Regions from separate parts of the Sus scrofa genome. Here region 2 is linked to region 1. Evidence: chromatin contacts called from public promoter capture Hi-C data. All regions are on one chromosome and are shown on one strand. The core of a region is the stretch at or near the end of the contact, and the rest is flanking DNA. Distances in the headings are between cores, read along the strand shown. Region 1 holds the start of LARP1 (la-related protein 1). Region 2 has its middle 78 kb from the start of LARP1.

Evidence for each region. Promoter capture Hi-C pulls out the DNA fragments that hold promoters and counts their contacts.
Region 2: a contact with region 1 is called in a promoter capture Hi-C map of fetal liver, with 4 times the contacts expected there. The contact joins the enhancer-like site here to the promoter of LARP1 in region 1. A contact is called at or near these places in 1 of 5 promoter capture datasets (fetal liver), 4 of 47 Hi-C or Micro-C datasets (embryonic fibroblasts, fetal liver and liver) and 1 of 2 datasets of contacts at active chromatin or transcription factors (alveolar macrophages).

The regions. Positions count from the first base shown.
Region 1 is chr16:68,449,896-68,453,612 of Sscrofa11.1, forward strand. LARP1 (la-related protein 1) reads right to left here and starts at 1,710. Exons shown (of 19, transcript XM_021076708.1): 1 at 888-1,710. The coding sequence starts at 1,326.
Region 2 is chr16:68,527,992-68,531,708 of Sscrofa11.1, forward strand. No RefSeq gene overlaps it. Among named protein-coding and RNA genes, the nearest start is that of LARP1, 78 kb to the left of the region's middle. Within about 2 kb of position 2,155, at least 27 of the 83 cell types and tissues checked have an H3K27ac peak or open chromatin away from gene starts, as enhancers often do. A contact at or near this core is called in fetal liver and liver, where this site is marked.

The sequences.
Region 1 (3,717 bases), core at 460-2,959:
GCCGAGGCCGAGCGGCCGCGAGCAGCCCGAGGGCCGGCGGCGCGGCGCATGGCGCCCAACTGTCACCCGCCCGCCCGGCCCCGCCACTCCCTCGCCCGCCGCCGCACGCCCCTCGCGTCGCCGCATGCCCCCTTACTCGCCTTACATTTCCCCCTTACTGGATCCCCGCACACTCGCCATCCAGAGGCATGGTCTAAAGGCGGAAGGTCCCCGGGAGCAGACAGGGAAAGCACCCAATTCAGGGACATGCTGGGTTTCCTTTCCTCCCGATTCTCCCTGCAATAGACCCCTCAACCTTTCGCCAGTAGCCATTCTACCGCCTAACACTATGTGCTCGAGCAAAAAACTTAACTTTTAAATCCCGAATCCTTGTGGTCGGTATAAACTCGTCGCCGGGTGTTTTGCTGCCCATGACATATGCTCATTAAACATTTACAACATAGGGACAATCGCAACGCCACCAAAACGGACAGCAAGGGGCGAGGTGGGAAGAGGGGGCTTCCCGAGAAATGTTTCAGGCTACAAACAGTCTCCTACACAAACACGCGGTGGGAGGGAAAGGGCTTTTTTCACCGAAACCAGCGCCCACCCTCTCCCGGCGAGGTAGGCCCGAACCACGCCGTTGCCCACTAACCGCTGCGGCCCGGGCGGTGGCTATAGCCTCCCGGAGGCCGGGCCCTCCGGTAGGGACAGGTTCCCGAGCATGCTGGGGGGCAGGGTATGGCGACCTAAATTAAAGGGAGCTAATAAAAAAAAAAAAAAAAAAAAAAAACCCGAGTCACCAGGACCAGTGGCGGACCCCCGGGCCCTGGAGGCCGCTGGGGGAGGGGACGCCTAAGGCCCCGGAAGAGGCCCCCGAACCCAAGATCACAAGCAGGGAGACCCACCTGGAGGAGACTGTCCGTTCACGGTGGCCAGGACCGGCGGCAGCGCGTTCTTAGTCCACGGGTTCACCTTGGGCGGAGGGGCCTCCACGAAGTCTCGGCGCCCGGCGCCCGCGGCTCCCGCAGCTCCTCCGCCAGCGCCCGGCTCGCCGCCGCCCTCTTCTCCGTCGCTGACTGCCAGGCCCTCGGCGCCGGGAGGCTGCGGCGGCCGCGGGCTCTCGCGCTCCAGCTGCCCGGTGCCCTCCTTGTGCGGCTTGGCGTAGGGCGGCCGAGGTCTCCGGGCGCCGCCGTCCGGCTCCCCCCCTCCGACGTCGTTCGCCCCGGGCTCGCCCTTGCCCTCGGGCGGCGGCGGCGGCGGCTTCTTCCTCACCAGCCCCCCGTGCTCTTCGGCCTGCAAGAGCGGGGTGCCCCCCGGCAGCAGCGGCTCCACCTGAGTGGCCATCTGCGCGCCCGCCCCCCCGGAGAAGCCGGGCGCGCCCGAGGCTGCCTCCCCCGCCTCGAACTTGGCTCTCAGAGCCCCCGCGACTCCTTCCTCCGGGGCGCTGGGCCCCAGTGCCTGCGGAGAAGGGTCCGGGTTCACGCTAGGCGCGGCCCCCCTCCCGGTCGGATGCAGCCGCCGTAAATCCAAGGCCTGCTGGCGGGGCGGGGGGGGGGAGGAAGGCCCCCCACTCTGCGGTCCAGGCCTCCTCGGCGCGCGTCCCCCCCGCCCGTTCCTCGCAAGGCGCCCCCACCCCGAGCCTGGCAAGCTTCTCGTCCCGTCCCTCCCTCCCCCCCGCCCCCGGGGCGGCCCGGGCTTCCCGGCTCGGGGGCTGCAGCAATATGGACGGACGGGGGAGAGGCGCGGCGAGCCGAGCTGACCACGCGATCCGCGGCAGGCGGCGGGCGGGCACGCGCCTCGCGACGCAGCGGGCGGGGGAGGGGAGGGCGCAGCGGGGGCGCGCCCGCTAGGGCCGGCCCTGGGCGACGAACGGGCGAAGGCGGCGGGAGCGCGCCCGTACGGCCCCGCGGCCCCGCCCCTCGCCCCGCCCCTCGCCTCCAATTTCTCGGCGCACCTCCGGCGCTGGCTGGTGAGGGGTACTCAGACCCGACGGGGGCGAGCACGTGCCTGATGCAATTCGGAAGGGGGGTGGGGCAGTGAGCCGGGCTAGAGAGAAGGGGTGGTAAAGTGGGGGAAGTGTCTTAAAGAGGTAGCGCGTGAGAGCGGCAGCAGGTGGAGCACATGGGAACCGGCCACGCGGCCGGCTGGGCCTGCTCGCGCTCTTTACGTTGGGTGCGCCAGATTCCAGGGAAGGAGCCATTAATGTCACCCTCGATTTAAGGGATGGTGGAGGGGGGTGCTGCCGGCTCCCTGGCGTCCTGTGGGCCTGGCTCCTCCAAGCCCCGCCTGGGTGACCTTGGGAGAGCCTGTCTCACCTCCGCGGACTGTGCTCGGCTCCTCCCCGCCGCCCCGGCCGGGGACACTGCCCCGAGTTGGATTCGACGCCCGGTCTGGAAGGCGGGCCTTTACCCCTTGGGGGCATCGCGCGCGCCTAGGAAGTGAGCTGGGGATAACCAAGCGCTCCCAACCCAGCCAAGTTCTGAAACCAAGTTTTATGGGCAGAAAATGTCTTTTTTGTCAAGTGGATTTCATTTTTTATAAAGATTGCTTGGGGCAGAGATGAACCAATGCCCGAATGAGACTCAGGAGTTCTGAGATTTTTATACTGACCTTGATCCTGCCCTTTACCAACTCTGCAGTCTTTGGGCCTCAGTTTCCCTACTGTAAAATAAAGAATGGTGTGACAGCGGTTCCAAATTTTAGTGCACATTCAATTAAATAAATATTTACCGTGGAGGTCCTAGGAAACAGAGTTTGGAAATAAACCAGGCTAACAAAGTCCCTATCCTCACGGAATTTACATTCTAAGATGGTGAGAAAGACAACAAACTGAGAAACAGGTGCTTGTCTTGCATCTAAGACAATAATTTACAGTAATAGGTTAGACTAGATTAGTTTCAATGATGAGGGAAAACCCTGAATGCAGATTCCAAAGCATTTGGATCCAGAAATCTGCATATCTAACAAGACCCTTGGGTGCTTGTGGTTCCACACTTCACTTGGAGAAGTCCTGGCCTCTGGCTAGATGGGATCCCACCCGCTTAAGAAATAACCTAAAAGTTCCTGTGTGGCACAGTGGGTTAAAGCTCTCAGGTTGCCAAAGCTGGAGCACAGGTTGCAACTGTGGTACAGGTTCCATCCCTGGCCTGGCATTTCCACATGCCCCAGTTGCAGCCAAAAACAGAAAACAAACCAAAAAACCCATCAATCAAAACCCTGAGTGTTGGGCATCTCCACAACAGGGATTAGAACACACACCTGACAAAACATTGTAAATCAACTATTAAAAAAAAAAAAAAAAAAAGGAGTTCCTGTTGTGGCTCAATGGGTTAAGAACCCAACTGGTATCCATGATGACATGGGTTCGAACCCTGGCCTTGCTCAGTGGGTTAAGGATCTGTCATTGCCATGAGCTGTGGCGGCTGTGGTGTAGGCTGACAGCTGCAGCTTCAATTTTTTTTTTTTTTTTTTCTTTTTCTTCTTAGGGGCTGCACCGGCAGCATATGGAGGTTCCCAGGCTAGGGGTCAAATTGGAGCTGCAGCTGCTGGCCTACACCACAGCCACTGCAATGCCAGCTTCTTAACCCACTGAACAAGGCCAGGAATTTAACCCACAACCTCACGGTTCCTAGTCTGATTCGTTCCCACTGCGCCACGACAGGAAATCCTGCATCTCCAATTTGACCCCTTGCCCTGCAACTTCTATGTGCCGCAGGTTCGGCCCTAAAAAGGAAA
Region 2 (3,717 bases), core at 905-3,404, 79 kb after region 1:
AGGTTCTGGTGTTGCCGCAGGTGCGGTGTGGGTCAAGACTGTGGCTGGGATCTGAGCCCTTGTCTGGGAACTCCACACGCCACAGGGCGGCCAAAAAAGAAAAAAGAGAAAGAGGTTAATAGCCCCAAATGCAAATAATCCAAATATCCATCAACGGGTGGAAAAAGGAAACTCAAATTGTCCCAATCTTGTGGGGGACGCTCTCCTGCAGTGAAAAGCAATGAACTCTGGTAACGCAGAAACATTATGCTCCGTGAAGAAGTCTCGCCCCAGAGAGTGCCTGCCATGTGACGCATTCAATGAAATTTTGGAAAAGGGAAATCTAAACTTAGGGACAGGGAACAGTTTGGTGGTTGTGTGGTGGGGCTGGAGACGGGGGCCGAGAAATTGGTTACAAAGGGGCGTGAGGGAATTTGGGGGTGTATAATTTCTGAAACTTACTGAATTGTATTCTTAAAAATGGGTACATTTTCTTGTATATAAATGAGACCACCATAAAATTGGTTAAGAAATAAATGATGATTCCCACAAACAAGGAAAGCTTTGAATTTGTCCATCAGAGTGGGCATCATCTTTGGCACCGACCTGGAAAGGTGCTGGTGTTGTGTCATTAAATGAAAAATAAAGGCAGTGACGTAACAACGCTGGTGACATTGAACAGTTACTTTTTTTAGGGCCACACCTGCAGCATGTGGAAGTTCCCAGGCTAGGGGTTGAATCAGAGCTGTAGCCGCTGGCCTACCCCCCAGCCACAGCAACGCCAGATCTGAGCCATGTCTGTGACCTACATCACAGTTCACGGCAACACCAGATCCTTTAACCCACTGAGCAGGGCCAGGGATCGAACCCGAGTCCTCATGGATCCTAGCTGGGTTCATTACCACTGGCTGAGCCACAAGAGGAACATACTGACAATTATTCAGAGCTCTCTGGGGGCTGGGCCCAGGTTAGGTGCCACACATGCATTACTTTGTGTAATCCTGACAACATTCATGCAATACTTTTTTTTTTTTTTTTTTTTTGGCCATGCCTGTGGCATGTGGAAATTCCCAAGCCAGGGATCGAACCTGCGTCCCAGCACTGACTAGAGCCACAGCTGTGACCAAAGCCACAGCAGGGGCGATGCCAGATCCATAACCTCCTGTGTCACAGAACTCTCCTGCGAAGTTTTATAGATGAAAAAATTGAGGCTCAGAGATGAAACTATGAAGCCACATGGTTGGAGCCGATGATATGATTCCAATCTAGTAAGGCTAGCCTATGTGTACAAAAAAATCTGGAGATAACCCCAAACTGGGCCTGGGGATTATGCCTCGGAAACGTCTTATAGGCGCTTTCACTTTCAATGCCATCTCTTTCTGCTCTGTTAAATTTGGTGGAACATGCCTGGACCTTTCTAATCAGAGAAAGCAATATTTTGCTTTAAAAAAAAAAAAAAAAGATTTAGAAAAGTTACTAAAAAAGTTCCTGTCCTGTATCTCCTTGGCCCAGGACCTGGGTACCCTCTCCCCACTGCTCCTTCTTCCAGATGGGGCCACCTGCTTGTCCAGAGTCCCAATCCCCACTGATAAAGGCTGGGGCCCACCGAGCCCCATATCAGGCCCGCACAGCCCCTGCAGTCCCATTCATCTGGTGACCCCAGAGAGGGTGGGCCCAGCCCCAGGAATCAGCAGGTTCCAGGGCCCTGGAGATAAGAGGAGCTTCAGGGGGTGGGTGTACCAGCGGGGCCAGGGTCTGCAGCAGGGGTGTGAGCCAGGGATGCTGGTGGGCCTCTCCCACTGGATGGAAAAGCTGCTAAGACCCAGAGAAGGTGTTACCAGCCTGGTCTGTCTGTGGATGTGACTTTTGTCTGCTGTGTGGCTCTGAGTACATGTCATCCCCTCTCTGAACCCCTGAGGTTCCCCTGAGAGTCTTTGGTTCCAGCCTGCTCCTCTTTTAGGAAGTCACCTGGGCCCCGAAAATACCACTGAGAGTCCCCAGCGTACAGGCCGACAGCAGGATGGACTGTCCTTGGGCCTCCAGGATCAACTCTGAGTGATCCGCGGAGGCCCAGTGTGACCCTGAGCCCTCGCAAACATGCCTGCCTGGTCATGCCCAAGTCGACCGGCCCCAAGGACAAGCCCTGCCACCCAGGGCCAGGCCAAGTCTTGTTTACATGTCCAAAGGTCAGATGCCGCCTTCCAGGGAGGGCCTCAGCGGGTGAGAGTGTGCAGCTGTGTGCCCAGGACTCAGATAAAGTGTGCCCTCGGGAGGGGCGGGCAGCGCCGGGGGAGGGTGGAGTCAGAAGGACGCCCAGCTTGTCGGCAAGGGAGAGCCTCTGCCTGCTCCCTGCTGTGGGCCCTGGGGGTCGCCTCCCCAGCGGCGGGTCCAGGACCACCCTCACGCCCCCTCGCTCCGTGTCCCCGGGCCTAGGACCGCCCTGTACTGCCCATCACCGTTCATCCACCCCCCTGTGCCTCAGTTTCCTCTCAGCTGCGAGGGTGCGGAGAGGGCGGAGGAAGCCGAGGCAGGGTGGGTGGCTGGGGACAGGGGGGCGGAAGGCACTGCACGGGGGAGTCTCTCTCGTTAGCTGTAGCTCCGTGTTGGGGCGTCCCCCCTCCACCGTAAGAGACCCGAGAAAGCCCCCTCGGAGAGGCTCCAAATCACAGGGTGGAGCCTAAAGTCGCCTTCTGCCCTTGAGGCATTTTCCAACGGCTTTCGAATCCTCCCCCCTCCCCTCCCCACTGCCCTATTGTGTCAACAAAAGCCTGGGGGCTTCCATTCTCCTTTCCTTCTTCCATTCCTTTGTGGTGACGGATCTGTACGTTGAAACCTAAAAAGTGGTGCCTCTTCTTCCTTCCTTCCTTTTTCACCTCTCGGCAGCGTATGGAAGTTCCGGGCCATGGATCGAATCTGAGCCAGGAGCAACCTGCGTCGCAGCTGCAGCAATGCCAGATCCTTAACCCACTGCTCCACAGCGGGAACTCCAAAAGTGGTACTTTTTCAATGTGTGTGTGCCCCGTGCACACAGAGAGGGTGTCCACAGAGGATGTCTCTGCCTGGTGGGGCCGGGGGGAGGGGGCGGGGGGGAAAGAGAGCTCTAATTCAACCCCTAGCTTGGGAACTTCCATTCGCCCCTGGGCGAGACCCTAAAAAGACAACAAAACAAGACCGAAAAAAATCCTACTCTCTCTTTTTTTCTTTTACGGCCGCACCTGCGGCATATGGAAGTTCCTAGGCTAGGGGTCAAATCCGAATCCGAGGTGCCGCTGCTGGCCTACACCACAGCCTCAGCCACGCCGAATCTGAACCACATCTGCATCCTACACTGCAGCTCGTTGCAACCTGATTAACCCACTGAGTGAGGCCAGGGATGGAACCACAGCCTCACGGACACTATGTTGGGTTCTAAACCCGCTGAGCCACAGTGGGAACTCCTCCTCTCTCTTTCCTGATAAAGGTAAAAGCCCCTCAGGTATACTGGCGTGGAAAAGTTCCGGCAGGGGTCACACCAAATGATTAATTTAACTCCTGCCATTTTCTTGCTCGGTGACCTCGGCAAGTTACTTAACTCTCAGCCTCAGTTTCCTCTTTTGCAAGTTGATAATCACAGCCCTCCTAAGGTTGTGAGCATTCATACAACTAACAATGGTACATCATTTGGCACATATCAAGCATTCCATAAATATTTAGGGAAATAAGGCAGGAGTCAATATTCAGTGAAATTTATTTTCTGGA